4 separate regions of the Mus musculus genome follow, and all the other regions are linked to region 1. Evidence: chromatin contacts called from public promoter capture Hi-C data. All regions are on one chromosome and are shown on one strand. The core of a region is the stretch at or near the end of the contact, and the rest is flanking DNA. Distances in the headings are between cores, read along the strand shown. Region 1 holds the start of Spop (speckle-type BTB/POZ protein). Region 2 holds the start of D030028A08Rik (RIKEN cDNA D030028A08 gene). Region 3 holds the start of Luc7l3 (LUC7-like 3 (S. cerevisiae)). Region 4 holds the start of Osbpl7 (oxysterol binding protein-like 7).

Evidence for each region. Promoter capture Hi-C pulls out the DNA fragments that hold promoters and counts their contacts.
Region 2: a promoter capture Hi-C map of liver shows a contact between it and region 1, with 3 times the contacts expected there. The contact joins the promoter of D030028A08Rik here to the promoter of Spop in region 1. A contact is called at or near these places in 2 of 39 promoter capture datasets (hippocampal neurons and liver) and 1 of 484 Hi-C or Micro-C datasets (B cells).
Region 3: a promoter capture Hi-C map of liver shows a contact between it and region 1, with 4 times the contacts expected there. The contact joins the promoter of Luc7l3 here to the promoter of Spop in region 1. A contact is called at or near these places in 2 of 39 promoter capture datasets (liver and pre-B cells) and 1 of 115 datasets of contacts at active chromatin or transcription factors (pancreatic cancer cells).
Region 4: a promoter capture Hi-C map of liver shows a contact between it and region 1, with 3 times the contacts expected there. The contact joins the promoter of Osbpl7 here to the promoter of Spop in region 1. A contact is called at or near these places in 2 of 39 promoter capture datasets (hippocampal neurons and liver).

Annotation. Positions count from the first base shown.
Region 1 is chr11:95,411,618-95,417,507 of GRCm38.p6, forward strand. Spop (speckle-type BTB/POZ protein) reads left to right here and starts at 2,466. Exons shown (of 10, transcript NM_001359107.1): 1 at 2,466-2,787.
Region 2 is chr11:96,942,548-96,947,756 of GRCm38.p6, forward strand. D030028A08Rik (RIKEN cDNA D030028A08 gene) reads left to right here and starts at 1,599. Exons shown (of 6, transcript NR_003293.3): 1 at 1,599-1,667; 2 at 2,298-2,546. Pnpo (pyridoxine 5'-phosphate oxidase) reads right to left here and starts at 1,472. Exons shown (of 7, transcript NM_134021.2): 1 at 1,184-1,472. The coding sequence starts at 1,321.
Region 3 is chr11:94,319,496-94,325,047 of GRCm38.p6, forward strand. It overlaps Luc7l3 (LUC7-like 3 (S. cerevisiae)), which reads right to left and starts at 2,468. Exons shown (of 10, transcript NM_001361574.1): 1 at 2,195-2,468. The coding sequence starts at 2,293.
Region 4 is chr11:97,048,956-97,054,636 of GRCm38.p6, forward strand. It overlaps Osbpl7 (oxysterol binding protein-like 7), which reads left to right and starts at 1,865. Exons shown (of 23, transcript NM_001310509.2): 1 at 1,865-1,998; 2 at 3,270-3,421; 3 at 3,531-3,656; 4 at 3,815-3,868; 5 at 5,160-5,273; 6 at 5,595-5,681. The coding sequence starts at 3,347. It overlaps Mrpl10 (mitochondrial ribosomal protein L10), which reads left to right. Exons shown (of 5, transcript NM_026154.3): 5 at 1-258.

The DNA.
Region 1 (5,890 bases), core at 1,216-3,715:
TGTTTAAAATTCTTACACGTAGTGCTTCCAAGGACATCCACAATCGCTTAATCAGCTCCACACCAAATCAAAGCCCTTTGTGCAGAGGCTGGAGGGATCATATCTCAGGTGGGCGGTGTGGTCCTCGCAGTAAAATGGGAGCCTCATTGCACAGAGCTACAGATGGCAATAGAACCTCTTATAGCCTTCCAGATCACTGGGGATTCAGACTGGGGTCTGGACAAGCTGCTGGCACATATTCCATACCCGGAGGAGCCCTCTCCCTCTCCCATATCCTGGGTAGAGTCTGGCTAAACTGTAAGGATTAGTCTCAATTGTAAGGAAGCTGAAACAGATGTCCAGATGTGTCTATTCTCCATAACCAACTCTTTCTGCACCTCTTCCCCATGCTCCTTTCTCAAGAGCCTCTCTCTCTCTCTCTCTCCCCCCCCCCCCCTCTCTCTGCTTCTCTGTGAAATCCTAAGTCAAGAGACTAGGTAACTAAACAGCCACGGTGTCACCAAGGGCTAGTGATTTGTAACTGGTTACTGAGTTACCCACGGGACAGCCATAATTTTTACAAGGAGCCAACACCTCTCTGGCTTCAGCTCAAGAGAGGAGGGTTTGTTGATAGTGACAGTAAATGAAATCTAATTGAAAAGTTTCAAGAATCTGCCTCAGGTGTCAAGAGCTCTTTCTGCTTTAGAGCCAAGCACACGGACCACATCAGTAGAGAATCTGGGCTCTCCAGTTCGTAAATAAACCATTTTGGTTGGGCAGAGTGGAACACCCTTTCAGTCTTAGTACTCAGAAGGTAGAGGCATAAGATCAGGAGCTCAAAGCCAGCCTCTGTTACGTAGTGAGCTGTGTGTGTGTGTGTGTGGGGGGGGGGGGGGGTCAGCCTGGACTGTGTGAGATCATCTCAAAACCCCAAACCCTCAAAATAAAGCAGAGAAAAAAAAAACCAATAAGAGCAATTTCATCTAGAATCTAGGTTGTGTAAGGCCCCAAGGGTTTGGAAGGTTTTGCTTATAATTCCTAGGATATTTCATATGGGGATTACGGGGTCTGCTTCTATACTTGAAAGTGGAAAGCCTCCCGGCACTGTCGGGGTTCTTTCCAAACCCAGTGGCTTGGTTCCTGGGCTGCCAGCCTTCCCTGCTGAACAGGCTCACCAGCCACTGGGTGCCAAGGAGCATGTGGCAAGAGATAGGAGCAGAGTCTCCTGGAGACTGTCCCAAGGCCTGGAAAGCAGTAGGGTGCCAGGAAGCAGCTCTCAATTAGGCTGCAACCCTGTTACCTCATGACCCACAGGGTCACTGGGTTGATCTCTCAGAGCTAGGTGTGTGCTTGATATGTGTATGCAAGAGGCAGTCTGCTTTTGCTTTTGAGAGCTTGATTCAGTAATAAAATATTTTCTTTTAAGTTTAAGGTAATCGAAGAATGTAACACAAAGATGACTGTTTTCTTCCAGGGCCAAGATGCTCTGAGACAATTCTACCCAACTCCAGAATCACTTTTGGTCCATGGGAGCTAAGACATGAGACAGACTGGGGACCCGGATGGCTTAGCCAAGGAATTGTCACAGAATCAGCTTCCTCTCCATTGGGTCTCTCTCTCTCTCTCTCTCTCTCTCTCTCTCTCTCTCTCTCTCTCTCACACACACACACACACACACACACACCCCTTCTGCCTTTCCCAGAAAGAACAGCTCTTTGGTTATTGTTGTCAAATGCTAATTTATTTAGTTTTCAAGACGCGGTATCACCTTGTAATTCTAGCTGACTGTGAACTCAGTAAGTAGACCAAGCTGGCCTTAAATTCACAGAGCTTCTCCTGCCTCTGCCTCCCGAGTTCTGGGGTTAAAGGTGTGCCTCACAGTACTCTAGCAAAGTACCTTATAAATGTTAGCATTTGCAGGCTAGGCTTATTGGACATGGATCTCTATGAATTTAAGGCCAGCCTGTCAACAAAGAGAGTGCTAGGTCAACCAATCCTATAGAGCAAGACCCTATTTCAAAAAATAAAACAAACTAAAACACATGTTAAAAGTTCTTTAAAAAGTATTTTAGCTGAGAGTTGCCTAAAAAAGAAAGTAAGAGCTAAGTCATCGGTAATCCACAAACTGCACAACTAGGTTTCAGTTGCGAAATGCCTGTTGCTGCTCCACCCACCCGGTCCCTGGATCTCAGCTTCCTTCCTCCATTCTGGCCTCGCACCTCAGCGCGAACTTCTGCGCGCTGCACGCGACCCCCTCCGAGTTCCCGCCTCTTTCCACTCTGGCTCCGCCTTCCGCCCAAATTCCCGGGCCCTGGCACCACCTCGCGACGCTTGCGCACTAGGGAAGGTAGGCGGAGTCTTAAAAGAGGAGGAGCTGGAGAGTCTTGAGCGGGACGGGGTGGGGCGGGGCAGGACGGGGCGGGGCGAGGCGGGGTGGGGCGGGGCGGGAAGCTGGGGGGAGGAGGCCGCGCGGGGTGGGGCCCGGCGGGTACGCGCTCGCTGCGTCGACGTGCTGACGACAGGACGCCCAGGCCGGTGTGTGTCGGTGTGTATGTGTGTGTGTGTGTGTGTGTATGTGTGTGTGTGTGTGTGTGTGTGGTGTGTGTGTGTGTGGTGTGTGTGTGTGTGTGGTGTGTGTGTGTGTATGTGTGTATGTGTGTGTGTGTATGTGTGTGTATGTGTTTGTATGTGTGTGCGCGCTCCAAGAGTGTATTTGTGTATCGGCGGTCCCGCAGGTCCCGGATGTTGCGGGCAGTATGAGGCGAGCGCAGGGGGACAGGGACCAGCAGCTGTCGCCGCCGTTCTCAGGTGAGTGTGTGTATGTGTGTGTCAAGAGTCGAAGAAGGGGTTGGCCTGTTGGGGTGCGGGGTTTTTCCTTGAGAAGTGACTAAACCCTCCCCCACAACACACACTTTTCCTAATGTACTATTCTCTGCCCCATTTCCTATGTTGGTTTCCTGGCCCGAGGAAGCCAGAGCCTAGTCAGCCGTCCGTTCTTCCTACCTCAAGCATTCTGGAAACACAAACGCGCCCCCTGCCTCCTGCCTCCCTCACCATCATATCCCCAACCCCATCCCCCTTGCCAAATAGTGAGCTGTCGCCTGCGGCGAGATGGGGAACTGCGCATGCTCGAATGTGAAGGAGCTCCGGGTGCCTGGTCGCTGCTTCAGGACGCATGCGCATTGCTGTTTTGCAGGGACCTGCGGGATAAAGAGCCCCTTGACCACGAGCCCGCCTTCTTCGCTAGACTTGCCACCCAATAGTGAGCTTGTCGCTCCGATCCGAGAGGGAGAATTTAAATTATGCGAGGGATTTAAGGACAAAGCACTATTTGCATCTGGTGTTGCCCTAGAGACTCCCAGGCTACCAACGCCTCCTAGAGCCAACGTGTCCCACGCTGACCCTTCTTTTTGAAACTTAACTGCTACTTCTACTTCTAGTATTACTTCCCTTTCCACCACTCCCGTCGTCATGCTGAAACCTTACTACAAACTTCCCCTAAGTTTAGGAGTAAGTCCAACTCGTTATTCTGGCAGGGGATTTTGATAGTCTTGTTAAAAAGGATTTGTTAAAAGGTCCATTAAAAAAGAAACTAAGGTGGGAATTTCTCTTTAGTAAAATTCTGAGTTGCCTTTACAGAGTAGCTAAGGAAGGGATAAGTGCCACACACAGACTTGAGGTAACAACAAAACAGAAATCAAGCTGTCAATCAGTAGCTTCATTTCAGCCCTTTTACTTAGTGGGACCTTTTTGGTTCATTGTGTGTGTGTGTGTAAGTTCTTCCATAGCGTTTCAGTTTAGTTATACATTTAGTTGTACAGTTTAGTTGTACATTCTGTGACAATATGGAAACAGGGGTAATCAGAAACAATTGAACAACTTGTCCAGAAGTATTAGTTTCAAATAATTTGAGCACTAATTCTTTCATATTGGCAAGTTCCAAAAAATTAAAATGAGGAACTTTACAAAAATATTCCAGTGACTTAGGTCCCAGAGTTTTAGCTGACAGACTGCAGTTGGTTCTTTAGTTTGGTGCTGTGCCATCCCTCTTAGAAACTTTGTCTTAGCTCTACCATGTAGGGAAAAAGATGTTTTATTTGTTTTTGATATAGTCAAGTTGTTATGTAGCCATGACTGGCATGGAATTCCCTATGAAGACCATGCTGGTCTCAAGACTGTATTCACAGAGATCTGCTTACCTCTGCCTCCCTAGTGCCAGGTATACATTTGGTCCCAAAGATAAACACTTTCTACTAGCAAAAAGTTTGCTGAATTGTATTGAAATGAATAGCTAACTTGTTGTTGGGTGGAGAGAATGGAAAAGGGAGGGGCATCTTTTGTTTTTCAGTTGTCTGGCTAACCTAATGTCTCATACTCTTGGGAGTGGGACATGAATCAGCCTTGTTTTGAAATTCCTTTTCCTTTGTGTTCTTTCTTTGGTATTCTCACAAGACATAATTTTGGTTGGCATTTTATCCCTAGAACCTCATGTTCTTGGTCTTGAAAGTGTATGAACACTTCTCACTTCCTCATTTAACTGGGCTTTATGTGGTTCAGTTGTCTGTCTATTGTGCTGTTTCCAGTTGCCATGTTGCACTTGGATCCAGAGGATGACACAGAGCAGCACAGGGGTTGGGGGCAGGGGCACATACATCATCCTGTGCTGGGAAAGAGCTGGATCCTCAGTCTCCCACCCCTACCCTCAGCCCTCAACATCCCCAGTAGTATAAGTTACTGTGTCAACTCCACATTTAGGATCAGGGCACTTGGCATCCTTTTGGTATTTTGGTGACTACACCTCTTAAAAAAGTTATTGCAGAGGCTAGTATGGTAGTGGGAAGAACTTTATGAGGTGTACGTCCTTGCCTGGATCAGGCTGTTGTAAAATCTAGAAGGGAAGCTAATGAGGTAATCCCTGTCTGTCTTCTCTGTAAGCTTTCTTCATTTGGATGCTTTGTTCTTATCTGGAAATGCTTTATCTCTGAATTCACTGAAAGCCTTATTTAAGTTTTTCCACGGTGCAAAAGCTTGGGATGCTTTTAGGATTAAGATAAGTTGTTCATTCATTCAGATTGGTACAGAAATTTGTTTAGAAATAAAAGGAAATACAAATGTTTAAAAAAAAAAACCAAAAAAAAATCAAAAAACCAAAAAAAAAAAACAAAAAAAAACCAAAAGCTCCACAGTGAGAATGCAAACCCTTCCATGGTTCTCCTGTCTGTCAAGTTTACCTTCTCAAAGGCAGCAGCTCCTCCTCCCAGCGTCAGTCCACACAGCACAGCACAGACGCAGACAGATCCTTTGGTTTCTGTTTTCCACAAATGATTAGACACTTTGTATATTTTTATTTTTTCAATTTACCTTGGTGATCATTTCATATAGTATGTGTAGTATCTCTTAAGTGACAAGGGTTGTACTGTATATGATATGCCGTTGTTCAACAAATTTAGTAAGCATTAGGGTTTCAAAGCCACAGTTCATTTTTTTATGTGTTCTGGTGTCTATTGGATTAGATTTTTTTGGCGAATGTACCAGATCAATGGGTGTATGCATTTTGAATGTTGGCAGTATTGTTGAGTTGTTTTCTACAGAGGTGTATGAATTTATATTATTGCCAACAGCTCGTCTGTGTGTTTCCTACTCTACACTTTCATAATTTAAAAATCTTATAGTGTTTTCTCTGAAATTTTAAGTTCATTATATAGTTTCATAAATTTCCTTACACCAAGGAGTTGTGGACAGACTGTCACCGTTTTGTAAGTCAGGAGTCTTAGAGGTACTCTTTCATGAAAGAGTGATGCCGTAGGAACAAAGACATACGCTGTGTTACAGCAGACTCAGGGCAGTTCTAGGAAGGCCTATGAGACCTGGATCCTAGGGTTCTCCTCTTCACTTTCAGTTCTAGTTTCTT
Region 2 (5,209 bases), core at 349-2,848, 1.5 Mb after region 1:
TTGATGTCAGCGAATGAACAATGTTTACTCTGTGCCTGGCAATGGGCTGAGATGTTTTTCAAATGTAAATGCATTTAGCCATCATAATGATGACCATGAGAGAAAGAAAAAAACACCAACCAAACAAAACACTACTCAGGAAGTAGGTTCTATGTCCATTTACAGATGGTGAAACAGGCATAAAACGGCCCAGTAAGTCCCTGAGTCTCCTAAGGAGGAAGGGATGAACCAGGGCTGGAGTGTGCTGAAGTTCCTGTGGGTCACCTCATTCTTTTTCATGAAGTAGTTCTAAGGTTTCACAAGAGCCTACATCTCAGTCAAGCACTCCTGCAGATGTTCACGGATAAGCACACTTGGCCACTGTAGCTCTGGATCCCAATCCCAGAACTGATCTCTTGGTCCCTGACCTGAGTGGGGAGAAGATCATGATGAGGGAGGTTAAAACGAAGAGCTTCCAGGTTAGCCTTGAACTCACTGTGTAGCCGGACCCTGAACTCTGGATCCACTGTGCCTAGTTCATTTGGTGCCAAAGGTGGAACCCAGAACCCTCATACACACCAGGCAAGACTCCACAACACTCAGCTACAAGCCCAGCTTCCGCTCCTTTATAAATTTATATCACGTTTATGACTGTTTTAAGCATTTTACAAATGCCTAAATATAGACTGGTAAAGACATCTACCACGAAACCTGACAACCTGAGTTCATTCCTGGTGACCTACGACATGGTGGGAAAAAAAAAAAAACAAAAACAAAAACCAAAAAACTCCTGAAAGTTGTCGCCTGTCATACATGTATAAACACATGTACACTCTAAATGTATAAAAATGTAAAAAATGAGAAAACCCCCAAACCCACAGCATCCTTGTGAAGTAGGTATCACCACTTTACAGGTGGATAAACTGAGGCCCAAAGAGCATAAATTGTCCACAGCGAGACAGTCAGAAAAGGGCTGGGTTCCAACACAGGTGGGTTCTGATGTCAAGGGGTCTATGAGTACACGTTAATCCACGGTTCCCCTGAGGCCCTCCCCAGTAGCTGTCTCTGAAACCCTCTTCTCCCATCAGGGTGACCCCTAAATCCCGTTGCCTTGTAAGTGGCCCCTGAAAGCACAAGGCGCTCCTCCAACCCTTTGCTAATTTAGGGACACCCCCTTTCCGTGTCCCGGCGGCAGCGGCAGCACCTCTCGATCCCCGCGGTAACTCTTGCGCATTGGTCCCAGGTCCATGACTGCACCCCGACAGCACAGGTGACGGAGGTAGCCCGTCCACTTCGCAGGTCTCCTGAACGTCACAGTGACGCTCAGCAGCCCGCACGTCATGTAAGCAGTCGGCCACGTGACCCAGCGTCGCCTGGCCCTGGGTTCGGAACCAATTGCTCAGCCTGTGTGTCTAGCCTGGGAAGGAAGAATTTACTAGAGCCCCAGACAAGCTAGTAAGTCCTAAGTTCTCGGAACCAAGGTGCCTAGGATCAACCAATAGCTGTCCAGGACCAGAGCAGGGATCCATACCTGGAGAGCTTATTGGTTTGAGTTACCTGGAGCGAGACCAATTAGAGCGGGAATGAAGGAACCCAGCAGCCAATGGGCAGCGCCTCCAGGGGCGGGAGCAGAGAGACAAGGAAATGCTGTCACCGCCGTTTAAGAAGCACGTGGAGGTTTGTTAAAGGTATAGGGACAGCAGCCAAGGCGAGGGCGGGGCGAAGTCTCGGGGCTGGAGAGGAGAGGTCCGCAGTAAGTGGCCGGCCAGTGGCGGGCTACTGAAGAAGAACGTAGGGCAGGGATCCCCTCCTGGCGCAGCGGAGGTTGGAAGACTGGGCAAGAAAACATGGTTTGGGGGCCGGACTCGGAAGCAAAGGTGTTAGGGACACAGGGAGAGACTGAGGGAGAAGATTGTGGCTTGAGAGTAAGGAGAGACTGAAACTGCCTTGTAAACCGCAGGGCAGGTGCTGAGGGTCGTGGTGGTGGGCTGATACTCTGGGGACTGGGGAAGCACTCTGGGGTCAGGAAGGAGACTCTGAGGCGAGAAGGGAGTCAGCTGAATAGAAAGAAGACAGAAATTGGAATCAGGCTACCCCAGAGCAGAATGGTCTTCCCTTCTAACTTGTAACCCTTTCCTAAGGGTTGGGCTGGGCTCAGGGCATCCTATACCCAATGCAGTGGAGTTACTACTAGCCACTGCTCTAACAGATGGAAGGGCTGTCCCTTTCCTAAACCTCTTTCAACTTGGTTATTTCCTCCTTTTCATATTTCTTCTTGTTGTTGTTGCTGTTTTTATTTCTTTGTTGTTCCTTTCTAGGTAGTGGGAGGCATAGTTTTTGGCAATAGCCAGCCAAGGATACAGGGAACAGGTGCGGCGCCTGCACGCTGACTTCACGTGGTGGATGTCTGGCTGAGAGAGAAGTAGGAAATCCTCACAACGCTTCTTCCAGCTTTGATCTGCCTGGGGCAGCCCGTGGTGGAAGATGACTCTGTAGCCCTGGTGTCTACCAGTATCCGGAGTGGGAGCCCCAAGAGCCATGTAGACAGGCACCCAGCACTGTGCCAGGTAAGAGACCTTCTTGGCCTGCCTTGGTGTCTGCAGTGGGAACTCATTATCCTCTGTCTACAGCTTGAGCCAGCGCAATCTGCTGCACAGAAGCAAGAGGAAGGAAGCTTGCTGAGAAAAGTGGTGCATGCCTGCCGGTTGTCTCAGCACTTAGACTAAGGCCAGCCTTGGCTACATAGTAAACGTGAGGCTAGCCTAGAATTTTTGGTGCATTGTCGTTTTCTCCCATGAGCAGGATGGGGAGAGTCGTCTGGCTCTTGCAGTGGACTGTAGTAGTTAGTCATCAGCATCCCTTATAAGGTCCACTCTCTTTTTCTATTCCCGGGGCTGCTCTTTCTTTGGAGCAAGAGCTTCCTAGGTACTGAGACTTCCAAGACAGGATCATGAGCTGGGTGTGGCGCCACACAGCTGGGACTCCAGCCCTTGGGAGGCAGAGGGAAAGGATCATGGGATTAATACCAGCTGCACAGCCTTAAAAAGGAAAAACAAACAAACAAACAAAAAAACGAAAAACCAACCAACCAACCAAAACAAAACAAAACAAAAAAACCTCCAAAACCAAAAAACAAAACCACACAACAACCATGAGATGTGTATTTATATAGCCTATCCATTCAATAAACATTTACCAGAGACTGCCTTTAGGCTAGGCATTGAGCCAGGTCTTACAGTACCAAAGTGAAGGCCATAGCATGATTCCTGGCCACACTGGCAGGTCTGTGAGCCAGAGAGAGTCGCAGGTGGTTAGCATGGTCCTGTTAGGCAAAGGAAAACTGAACCGAAGGGGGCCAATCAGTGCAGAAAGGCTTCCTTGTGGGAGCCGACTGGAGATGGTCGGTCTTAAACATTTTTTTATCTTATATAAATGAGTACACTGTCGCTGTCTTCAGACACAGCAGAAGAGGGTATTGGATCCCTGTTACAAACGGTTGTGAGCCACCATGTGGTTGCTGGGAATTGAACTCAGGACCTCTGGAAGAGCAGGCAGTGCTCTTAACCCCTGAGCCATCTCTCCAGCCCTTGAAGATTGTCTTAAAGGGTATTTGCCAGATGGGCAGTGGAACAGGTGTTTAGGAAGAGGGAAGGTGGCCAGTAACAGCTGATGCATCTGGGCCCTTGGAGCGGTGAGATGCTGCTGAAGCCAAGTAGCTAGAAATCGATGAGATGCTCAAACAGCAACCTGATGCACCTGCCCCACCCCTGAAGGTAGTGAGGGCCCATCTTTTAGACACAGTGTTTCCAATTCTTTATATTGTGACATTGTGTAGCTACAAATCTACATTCCTGGTGGGTGTTTCTGTTTGTTTAAGACCTTGGGGGGGGGGGGGAGTGGCAGGTGTGGTGGAATGTGTCTGCTAGTCAGCTACCTAAGAGGCTGAGGCAGGAGGATTATGAGTTTGAGGCCAGCCTGGGCAGCTGAGCAAGAATTTATCTCCAAAGAAAGGCTTTATTAAGGGCTGGGGGTGGGGTGGGGGGGGTGGCCCAGTGGCAGAGCGCTGGCATCCCGTGCACCAGGCACTGGACTCCAGCCGCAGCTCCATAGAAACTAAGCCAAACCAGATGGGGAAGGAAAAAGAGCCGGAGTCCAACTGCCGCTCTCTTCCCAGGCAACAGTCTAGGGAAGTTTGCTGTTGACTCCTTCTCTGTATTTTCCTTTTGTCTGGAAGTTAACAAGTAGGCTTGTGTTTTGCTTTTCTGCTAAGTGGGATTTGGTGGCTAAACCACAAAGCGAGCCTTCCATGCATAAGGACCGAGCCCTGGAGACACTTCGCTTCCTTTTGTTGTTTTTCCGAACTGGCTCTGCATTTTCTTCCTGGGGCTTCGTTCGCCATCCTCCGACTTTGTAGTAGTGTTCTTTTCTGGAGACAGGCCCAACTCAGTAAGCAGTGTCTTGCACAATGGCATTTCACAGAGCTACACCGCTTTCTCGCTTTCTCGCTTTCTCGGGATGAAACAGAGAAGTTCAGGGTTCAGGGGCTATGTCTTTTGTCTTAACTGTTTGTTTCTAAAGTTTTCTTTCTTTTTTTCCTTTCTTTTTTTGTTTCTTTTTTCTTTTTCTTTTTATTTATTTATTTATTTATTTTTTTATACAGGACCATTTATTTCCATGTAGCTCTGCCTTTTCTGGAACTTGCTGTGTAGACCAAGTTGACCATAAACTCACAGACATCCCCCTGCCTCTGCCTCCTTAGTACTGAGATTACAGTCATGCACCACCATGCCGGGCACACACATCTATCTATCTATCTATCTATCTATCTATCTATCTATCTATCTATTTTTGGCTTTTTGAGACAGGGATGCTCTGTGTAGCCTTGGCTGTCCTAGAACTCACAGAGATCCACCTGCCTCTGCCTCCACACTCTGGTGACCCAGTGGATGACAAGGGAGGGAGGGTGAGGCTAGTGGCCAGAAGCTGCTGGGGATAGCTATAGTGTTGTCCAAGTGGAAGCTGGGGGCGGGGGCGGGGGTGTGGCTAATGTATAAGTATTGAGAGGGACTATAGGGAGAGAGCGGCTCACCGGGACTGACTTTAGGCTGGCTGGCTGCTGCTACTTACCAGTTGAAGAAATTTTGGGAAAAGATGAATTCATTAACTGTTGAAGTTTTATGGGACACCCATGTTTGGTTGGGCTGGAAAGTGGAAGTTGGAATCTGAGGGA
Region 3 (5,552 bases), core at 1,218-3,717, 1.1 Mb before region 1:
GTTTGAGGCCAGCCCTGACCTAGAGCAAGTTCTAGGACATTAGAGAGAACCTGACTGGAAAAACTAATCAATGCTGACTAGGCAGGGGTGGTCCAAACCTTTAGTTCTAGCTCTTGGAGACAGAGGCAGGAGGATCTCGTTGAATTCAAGGCCAACATGGTTTTCAGAGTTAAGTTCCAGGACAGCCAGGGGAAACAGTGAAACTGTCTTGAAAAAACAAAAACAAACAAACAAACAAACACACAAGAAACAAAACAAACAAAATGCTTAGATTGAAGAGTTAAGTGGGGTGAGAAGAGAAAGTTCACTGAGACAGAAGCAAAAAAAAAACCAGCAGAAGGTCAAGACATAAGTAGGCAACAGAAGGACAATGAACGTCAGGAGATTCACATGCTGCAATGAATCAATGTAACTAATAACACCATAAACTCTACCCTAAGAACATACTTGAAGTCAGGCACCACTTCCATACAACTTTAGCCATACACTTCTTTTGGTTTTGGGGGGTTTTTTTGGGGGTGGGGTTGTTGTTGTTTTTGGAGATAAGAGTTTCTCTGTGGAGCCCTAACTGTGAGTGTGAAGTAGACCAGGCTAGCCTGGAATTTACAGGAATCCCGCCTGCATCTGCCTCAAGTGTTAGGACTGAAGGCTCCTGCTATTAGCTCTGAACACTTTTTTTTAAACATACAGAAATTAGGTACCCCACTTTACTTTTTTTCTATATGTCAAAAGAGAAATTGTTACTTCACTCAAACCATGTGTTTAAAAACAACGCATACTGAGCTGGTGAGATGGCTCTGTGGGGAAGAGGTCTGACTGCTCTTCTGGTGGTCCTGAGTTCAAATCCCAGCAACCACATGGTGGTTCACAACCATCTGTAATGAGATCTGATGCCCTTTTCTGGTGTGTCTAAAGACAGCTACAGTGTGCTTACATATAATAAATAAATAGATTTAAAAAAATACATAATTTACTTTCCTAAAAAGCCTGTTAGCCAATCGTGGCAACGATGTAATCCCAGCACTCTGGAAGCGGAGTGAGGATTTCAAGTTCGAGAACCACCTGCTTACAGAGTAAAACACTGCCTCAAAAACAGAAACAAAACAAAGCTTTTGTTGAGCCATTTTCTCATATTTTATCAAGTGATTTAAAACTGCTGTTTGATTATAACTGCAAGGTAAAATCAAGTGTACCCACTCTCCAGTTCAGATCTAAGACAGTGTGCTCCACGTACAAAACTAGATAAAAAGTACTTGAAATACAGTACAGTATATGCACGAAGAACAGTGCAACCTCAACAGTGCTACAAAAATTAGATTTAGCTTTCCCGATCACCAAGAGACCGAGAGAGAGAGAGAGAGAGAGAGAGAGAGAGAGAGAGAGAGAGAGGCTTTAGCCTCACCTGCGACCCAGGAGTTATAGTTAACCTTTCTAAGAGAGTAAAAGGACCGAATGAGTTTATGTGAAAACAAAAACCTTCACAACTGCCTAGCTGAGGGTCTACTACGGCCATCAAGCACGCGTCAAACGGCCATCAAACCGCATTAGCAAAAAACTGTTCATGATAAAACTGTACCTCGTTCCGTCTTTCAACTGTCTACCTTCTCACAGAAGTGTCCAAATGGCAGCACTCCTAAGCAATGCACTGCTACGATGTCCTTCCCCACGAATACTGGTCGGGAGTCAGGCTATCTATCTATATGACTCCCGACTCTCTCACACACACACACACACACACACACACACACACACTCACACACTCTAGATAGATAGATAGATAGATAGATAGACAGACAGACAGACAGACAGACTGCACCCAAATAACGGAAGCCTGCTTTCTTATTCATACGGTAAAACCCCGGAGCTCTGGTGGAATCAAGCGAGCCCTTCCTTCTTCCTTTTCCCGCGTTTCTCGGCCTCACCAAGGTGCTTCTTCTTCTGCCCAGCCAAGCGCCATCCCGGACTTCCTCCACACAACAACAAACGCCGCTATCCCCCGGATTGGCGCGGAATCCTCCCTCCGTCCTGGGCCGCACGCCCGCCTCCCTCCGCCGTCAGGTGCTTCAGTCGGCGCGGCCAGGTCCCCCCAAATCGCGCCGCACCCCGCTCGGGCCAGCCTCGGCCCGCCCTCGGGTCCCTTCAGCTCCCCCTCCCCCAGTCCCCGGGGCACAGGCCCGAGGCCCACGGGACTTACGCTCTCGTGGTCCCAGCGCACGTTGCTGCGCTTCTCATCCGGGGCGAGGTTTCGGTCCCGGCCCATTAACTCATCCAGCAACTGCGCGGCAGAAATCATGGTGCTTCCTCCGGGCGGCTGCTCACGCCAGCCCTAGCACCCACCCGATAAAAAACCCCACCAGCCGCCCGGCCGCCGAACCAAGCCCCCTCGGCCCACTCTCAAGCTCGAAAAGCCTCTTCCAGAGAGGAGCCGAGAAGACAAAATGGCCGCCGCCCGGGCACCTTCCCAGCATGCCGTGCGCCCGTGGAGACACGCCTAGGCCCGGGCTGCGAGGGCGGGCAGCGCGGCTTCTCCGGCGAGGGGGCGGGACCTCCGGCCCGGGCCCGGGGCAAAGCCCCGCCAGGCACTGACTCCGCCCCCGCCGTGCCTTCCACCCAACGGAGCGGTGGACGCTCTAACGGCTGCCGGTGTCGGCCTCTTTTTTACTTGGAGAAAGAGCAATCTAGCTCTGGGTCCTTTGCCACTGCCCTGAAACGGAGAAAATGTCCCTTTGTCCACGTGGTGTGCGGGGGACCATCTTCCAGGGAGGGAAACAAGAAGAGCGAGCTGCGATCGTGCTCAGACTCCATTTTCCTGTCGCTGTAGTTTCTTCCTCCTCTACCTGTCCTTATTTATGTCTGCACCCTCCACCCTTCCCACACCCACCCAGTTCGATGCTGGGGATTGAACCGGGAACCTTAACGCTTAACGCTCTACCAGCGAGTTAAATCCTCAACTCTTCTACCCGGTTTTGTCCGGACTTCCTCGATTTTTAGGGAGGAAAATCAAGGAATAGACTATATGCGGTGGAGGAATTATGTTGTAATACCTCCAATCCAGGAATTTATCTTCCTTCACTTTGTATCAAATGTGTTACTGTGTGTTCAGGGAATCATAGAGGAGACCAGAGGTTACCCTCTGGAGTCCATTACTCAGGAACTATCCACCTTTGTTTGGTTTTTGGTTTTGTTTTTCGGGATAGGGTTTCTCTGTAACTTTAGCTGTTCTGGAACTCACCAGGCTGGCCTCGAACTCACAGAGATTCCCGTGTCTCAGCCTTATGAGTGCTAGGACGTGCCACCATTGCTCCTCAATCTAAACTTTCAAAAGATTAGGAAAACTTAGCTGGGCTTGCTGTCACCGTATACCTTTTATCTAGGAAGGCACTGGGAAGGCAGAGTCAGGTGGATTTTATGAATTAAAGAGGTTCACCTGCTTCTGCCTCTTAAGTGCTAACACTTGGGAGGCAAAGGCAGGTGAATATCTAAGTTTGAGGCCAGCCTGGTCTACAAAACAAGTTTCTGTATAAAGCCATGGCTGTTATACAGAGAAACCCTTTTTCAAAAAGAATGTCTCACTGGGACGTGAGCTCTCTGTCAGCCTGAAAGCCCTACGAATCCTTTTATTTCTGCTTCCTTAGTACTGCAGCTATAAACCACTGTTTTACATGTATGTGCTGGAGGTTAAACTCTGTTCTTCATGCTGAGTGGTGAACTCCCTGGAATTTCTTTAAAAGTATTAATTCGGCCTTGCAAACTTTTAATCCCTAGCAATCCAGAGGCAAGTTGATCGAGGCCAGCCAGGGCTACATAGTGAGACATTGTCTCAAAAACAAGATTCATATTCAGCTAGGAATAGCAGACCGGGCCTATAATCCCCTTGTTTGGGAGGCTTGGCCAGAAGGATTATTGTTCCAGACCAGCATGGGTTGCTGTGTGAGTTCCTGTCTAAAACAATTTTTAAAAAAAATAAAACCCAGGGGCTAGTGAGATGACTAAGCTGAGAGACATCTGTGGACAAGCTGGATGAATGTGACAAGAGTTTCATCCCCCGGACTCACAGAGAAAGGAGAGAACCAACTCCCGAAAACTGTCCTCTGACCTCCACGGGCTGATCCACACACACAGACACTGGCACATAAAATAGAATGTAATTTTTAAAAAATTAAGGGCTGGAGAGATGCCACAGCAGTTGTTGGCATTGGCTGCTCTTGCAGAGGACCCAGGTTCAATTCCTAACACCCACATGGCAACTCACAGCTGCCTAACTCCAGGGTCAGACACCCCCTGCCCCCAGACAGACAGACAAGCAGGCAAAACACCAATGCACATAAAGTAAATTATATTTAAAAAGTTAAAATTAAAAATTGGAGGCCCAAAGTTGGTGGCTCATATAATCCTCAGGAGGTAGAGGCAGTCAAATGTCCAGGATAGCTGGGTTACACAGAGAAACCTCAACAAAACTTCTGTTATATGCCCACATCAGTGTTAGTGTGCAGATTAAATTAATTGATATACTCTGCACATTGATAGAGGAGACCCAACAGGTTCTTAATTCCTTTATTAGCAAGAGGGAAAGAACCTTTTTATTGTCAGAGTGGAGGAGTCAGCTCCCTGTGGCACTGACTGAGGAGTGTGGCAAAGCTCCAACCAGGTAAGGTGGAAAATGGAGGCCTCGAACTCAAGACCGACAGTCTTCCCACCCCAGCCTCCCAGTGTGTTAGCATATATCCCTCAAACAGAAATCTGAAGAGTTTACAGTTAAGAAACGCAAAAAAGTTTCCAAAACATGAAATAGATAACAATGAAGAAAACTGTTAGTCTGCTAGAAGAGGAACTTTTAAAAGTATTCTTTGAGTCTCATGAAGTTGAACTAGAATGGGTTGGTTGGGGGCTGGAGAGATGGCTCAGTGGTTAAGAGCACTGTCTGCTCTTCCAGAGATCCTGAGTTCAATTCCCAGCAACCACATGGTGGCTCAGAACCATCTGTAATGAGATCTGATGCCCTTTTCTGATGTGTCTGAAGACAGCTACAGTGTACTCACATACATGAAATAATAAATCTTTAAAAAAAAAAAAAAAGAATGGGTTGGTTGGAAAATTAGTTGGAAGCAAATCCAAAAGGCTAAAATACAACACTTGGGAAGCCGAGGCAGGAGGATTGTCCTTGGCTACACAGTTAAAGGCCAGCCTTGACAGAATGAGAAAAATCAAAGCCACCTCCTCAACTCTCCCATAACTTTCCAAGGTCACAAAGGATCTTAAGGTTATCCGTTCTGTGGCTCTTGAGCCTGTGTGTCACTCATCACTATCCCTGCCCACTCCATTGCTCTTCCTCCCACCCACTCTCAGTTACTCATCCTCAAGCTCTTTTGAAACTTTCTCTCCTTTCCCTCATTAGAACTCTTGAGAGTTTTTCAGTGTTCTATCTGGCCATCTTCTCTGGGTACTCACGAACTCCCTTGGGATTATCTCTTCCGTTTGCAAAATTTCAGCTAGCCCCTTCGGCTGCTGAGTGCTAGATTCCAACCTCCACCTCAGATCTCCTTTCTGAATTT
Region 4 (5,681 bases), core at 615-3,114, 1.6 Mb after region 1:
TCGTGATAAAAATAAAATAAATTTTATTGCCTTTTTTATTTTTTAAGAATTATTTTATGTGTAAAACTGTGCTTACGGGGCTGTAGAGATGGCTCAGCAGTTAACAGCACTGACTGCTCTTCCAGAGGTCCTGAGTTCAATTCCCAGCAACCACATGGTGACTCCCAAGCATCTGTAATGAACTGGTGACCTCTTCTGGTGTGTCTGAAGACAGCTACAGTGTACTCATAAATAAAATAAATAATATTTTTAAAAGCCTGCCTATGTTTATATCTGTACCCTTTGTATGAGCCTGTGCACACAGAGGTCAGAAGAGAGCATTGATCTGGAGCTAGAGTTCCTGGTGGTGGTGAACCACCATGTGAGTAGGAGATTGAACCTGAGTCCTCGGAAGAGCAAGTGCTTACAGCCAAGTCTCCAGCCCTGAACTCCTGATCTTACAAAGTTATTGTCTGGGTTATTTCAAGTCCTCTCCAAATTCTCACTTTTCTTCCTTAAAAGCCATCTTCCCTAGTTGCCTGTCCTTCCAAATACTACATCTCACGTGCTTTTCCTTACGAAGGCTGGGGGAACTAGAGTTCTCATGTAATAGGAGCCCTGGGGGCTATGGCAGGAGGCCCTCCCTGAGTCTTGGGAAGTGGCACCTCCCGCCTGTGGCCTGCCACTGTTCTTGATCCTGAGTGGATCAGGGTGAATGTGGAGTGACTCCTTAGCATTCCTTCCCAGACTTGGAGCAGTGCCGCAGCGTCTTTAGTCCTGGACAGTTGGAAGATCTGCAGCAGCTATCCTCTGGCCTGGGCCAGGACCAGCTTCCCACAGTCCCCACCTCTGCAGATGCCCAGGGATACTCAATCATTTAAAAGGCCCTTGAGGCTCTGGATGTCAGAGTAGCTCCTCCTGGTGCCACTTTGCCTCCAGAGGCCTGCCTGGTGCTGCCCACTGCACCCCTCCCTCTTGGGAGGCTAAATCCATGCTGAGGTTTTGAAGGGAGCCCAGACAGCAGGTACTGCTGTGGTGTGTAAGACTTTGATGTCTAGAAAGGTGGAGCAGACGATTGGCCCACATCATCTCTGCAGCCACACAAGAGCCTTCCATCATACCAGAGCCTGCTGGTGCTACCATTTCTCAGGCACCAAACCTGTTAGTCCGTGCTCATCCATTTGGGAATTGTAGGTCTTTCTCATAATGTAATTCTTGATTATTTCAGCAACTGAACACAGTGGGGTAAAGGTGTTTGAGGGTCAGGGGAGGGGCCCCAGCTAGTCTTTGTTTTATAACTGCCAGCCCATGACTGCATAGCTGCTCCCACCTCTCTGCATCTCTGCTCCTAGAGACTTGCTGCACCCATACTTCCTGATTGCCACGGACTGACCTGGTAGGGCATTGCTCTCAATGAGGAGCCTCGGTGGGGCTTCAGCTGTCCCTCTTGCCTGCTGACTGTGCTCCTGGCACAGATTGTCATGTCCCAGAGTATGTGGGGGTGGGGTGGGACGGTGTCTCTGTCCCTTCCCAGTCAACCTGATATCTTTGCTGGTCCAAAATATGCCATCTATTTCAGGTGTAATTGAGAGGCAGGGTGAATAAGGAAATGGCCTTGAGTGTTCACTGGGGTCAAGGCCATGTTAGTCTGAATAAAATCCTTTACCTTCGATGGCTTGAAGCCAGCAGTTGTTCAGTCCTCTGAAGCATGTGGAACTATGCCCAGTGGGGATTGTGCCCCTCATTTCCAAGTCATTTGGTACCACTCCGTCCTTAGTCCTCCCGAGAGCAGGGGGGCAGAGCTGAGCGGCAGCCCGGAGCTTGGCGGGAGGAGGCAACGGAGGAGGGGCAGGTGGGGAGATCCGGCTGGAGGGGAGGCTCCGACGTCTCCTTCCTTCCTGGTTCCTGCAGTAGCTGCTGCAACTGCTCAGTTCTGTGAAGAGCTAGCCGGTGACTCGGAGACAGTCTCAGGCACAGCAGCGTACGGATCAAGAGGCTCTGGCGTCCATGGATCCTGGGGTAAGGGGGCCTTGCTGTCACGGCCTGACATTCCTGGGAAGGCTTCCTCTCCTCTGGAGCTGGTGGGTCTACTCCTCTGGTAAAGGCGCTGAGAATGGGGGTGGTTAAGGGGGGCACTCACCTGTCTCACTCCACCTCTCCTTCCTACCGGTAGATACTTCCCACCTCTGCGGGGGGGCCAGCAGCAAATGGCCAGGGTTCTAGCGGCCAGGACAAGGGCATAGAAATACCCCAGCACCGGAAGAGTTTTGAAACTTTAAATGGCTGAATGCAGGAGTTTCCCCTTGGGCCAGCCTCTTGTAGCCTGGTCCCTTATGCTGTGACCTCCTGGCCACACTCACACTGTCCCTTCCCTGCCCCTTCTGGGCCTCAACTCCTCAGGTGCTTGCTAGCTGCATGAAGCTCTGAGCTGCTTCCCCAGACACAGGGCAACATCACTCCTCCAGTCCCTTCCCCTTCATACACACACACACACACACACACACACACAGCGCTCATGCATTATTGATCTCCTGGCGGAGCCAGGATGGCCAGAGCCGGTGCCAAGGACGCCTGTGGGCACTGCCTCGGGACCTGGGTGGACCACGACATGTTCTTGGCCACCTCTTCTCCCACCCACAGTGTCATAGCCGGTCAGTGCCCTGCTCCTTCTGGGTGGGAGGTTTCTCAGGAACACAGAGGACTAACATGGTAGCAAGGGGCTGGTAAGGCTTTGCAGGGAAGAGAGTCCAAGGTGGGTATTCTCGGCGTGTCTGGGTGTCTGGTGAGAGGAGGCATGGGAAGATGGGACTGTCTCAGGCCTCAGTTTCCCCATGCAGAAAATGGGAGTGAGAACTGACAGCTATAGGGGGCCAGTTAGTAGAAGTTTGAGAACAGTTGTGCCAGAGGGGTGGCAAAGCCACAGATGTAGGCAGAGATACTGGATGGGGAGGCAGCTGAGCTAAGGAGATCTTGCTCACCAAGTCTCTGAGCCCCCCCTCCCCCCTATTTTCTTGGACTCTCTTCTTCCTTCATTCCCCAGCCTCACAAACACAGAGTGTTTCCTGGATTCCTGGGTGCATGTCCGGGACAGAGGCACACATTGGGTGCAGTGGCCACAGTGGGGGTTGGGTTGGGCGTAGCTGCCCAGGCCCAGGGGTGGTCAGGGAACTGGGGGTGTGGGGATGTCATGTGAGTGGAGGATGTGTGTCTCGGTGTGGGAGGGACCAGCGGTGGGACGGTGGGACACATGGCAGTATGGTAGTACTCGTGGGTCTCTCTCTTGCTTCAAGGGTTCCCCCAGGACAAGGTGACATTCTCCCCAACCCACCCGGCCCTGCCGTCCTCATCGGGGAGCAACTTCTTCCTCATGGACTTCCAGGAAAGAGACACGCCCTCTTTGGCTGAGAGTACTCAGTCTTCAAAGCCCAGCAGTACCCAGCAGGTCTGAGCAGAAGAGTGCCGGAGGGTAGGCGGGGCTTGGGTCCCTGGGGCGTGGACTGAGGTAGCAGTGGCCTCAGCAACTGCTGTTCTCCTTCTACTCTGGACTTCAGGCCTCGGAGCTGTGGGAGGTGATGGAGGAGCCTCGGGGCAGGCTGGGAGCAGACGACATCATGCCTGAGAGACAGGAAGGACACCTGCTCAAGAAGAGGAAGTGGCCTCTTAAGGGCTGGCACAAGGTAGGGCGGCAGGGCAAGGGAGGAGCTACCTGAGGAAGGCTGCTGGACAGCCCTGGTATTCCTGTGTGGAAAGGAGAAGAAAAATGTGTGTGTTTGTTCTCTCCCCACCCCCCACCCTCCATGTTCCTGGCTGCTTGTTCTGTCCCTCTGGGGTACAGAGGTACTTTGTGCTGGAGGACGGGATCCTACACTATGCCACGACTCGACAAGATGTGAGTCAGGTTCCGGGCTTGGGGGCTGGGGGGAGCCTGTCCCAGGATGTTCTGAGCAGGTGGGGGGAGTCTTGAGTTAGCCAGAGCAGGGTATGGCTCTCACTCAGTTCCACCTTTCAGCAACCTCTGTCAAGTTACAGTTGGCTTTTTGTATCCATAGGCTCCACACCTGCAGGTTCAACAATTTAAACACACACACACACACCTACTTTCAAAATGCCTGCACTAAACACATATACTGTATTTTTTTCTTGTCATGATTCCCTACACACTAGAACTGCCAATCCCATACCGTGCCCATTGCTTGCCATTAGGTATTAGAAATCGTCTAGAGAGGGGGCTGGTGAGATGGCTCAGTGGGTAAGAGCACCCGACTGCTCTTCCGAAGGTCAGGAGTTCAAATCCCAGCAACCACATGGTGGCTCACAACCATCTGTAACGAGATCTGACTCTCTCTTCTGGAGTGTCTCAGGACAGCTACAGTGTATTTACATATAATAAATAAATAAATAAATATTTAAAAAAAAAAAAAAAAAAAGAAATCGTCTAGAGGGCTGGAGAGATGGCTCAGCGGTTAAGAACACTGACTGTTCTTCCGGAGGTCCTGAGTTCAATTCCCAGCAACCACATAGTGGCTCACAACTATCTGTAATGGAACCTGATGACCTGTTCTGTGTCTCTGAAGAGAGTGACAATGTACTCATATAAATAATAATAAAAAAATAAAAAGTAAAAAAAAAAGTAGAAATCGTCTAGAAATGCTTAAAGAACACAGAGACCGTATATATAGGTTATGTGAAGAAACTGCACCTTTTACTATTAGACATGAGCAGGTTTGCATTTCGGTTTCCCCTGTGGCTCCTAGAACCCAAAACGCCACGAAACAGCTGCTTCCCTGGAGTCAGCCTCCTTCCTGCTGACACGGGGTGGGGGGCACACTCAGCCACCCGTGGAGCTATCTGAATGATGCCCATTACAAACTAAATGTCCAAGAAATGGGAGCATTGTCGCCCTAGACCTCTTCCTGTGCTGGGAACAAGAAACAAGACTGGACTCTCAGGTTCCTTCCTTCCTCCATCATGTAGATTCCCAGGGTATTTTTTATCACCTCTCAGACCTGGATGAAGTTGGACATAGCGTAATGTTCTGTACATACGAGGTGACGAACAACCTCCTTTATATGTGACTTGAGGTGCTTGACTCTTGAGTCTGGAGTGGCCTCAAGGAGAAGGTGACTGTCCTCCAGAGATCTTCAAGCCACTCCCCTGTCCCCCACAACCCTCCACTCCAGATCACCAAGGGGAAGGTCCACGGCTCCATCGATGTCCGGCTATCCGTCATGTCCATCAACAAAAAGGCCCAGCGCATTGACCTCGACACAGAAGACAACATTTACCACCTAAAGGTGACATTCCTGAGGTTAGAGTGTTGTGGGCACTAGCCTGGCAGAGGTGGCCAAAGAGCCAAGGGTCTTCTTAGAGTTTGACAAGAAGAAAGTTTCTTTTGTGTGAAACAGTCAGGCGCCGGCCCACTCTGATGGTTGGCTGTTAACAGATACTGAGATAAGAACGCAGACGCTTGGAATGTCATACTCTCTGTCTGCGATAGGGTTTTGTGCAAACTGGATGGTCTAGGGAAATTCCCTGCTTGCCTAGAGATAGAGACCTGATATTTTGCTCCTGGGAAGCAGCCCCTCCCTTCTTATCTCTCTCCATCACTTCTTCAGATCAAATCTCAGGACCTGTTCCATAGCTGGGTGGCCCAGCTTCGAGCCCACCGCTTGGCCCAGCGCTTGGACATGCCCAGTGCCACT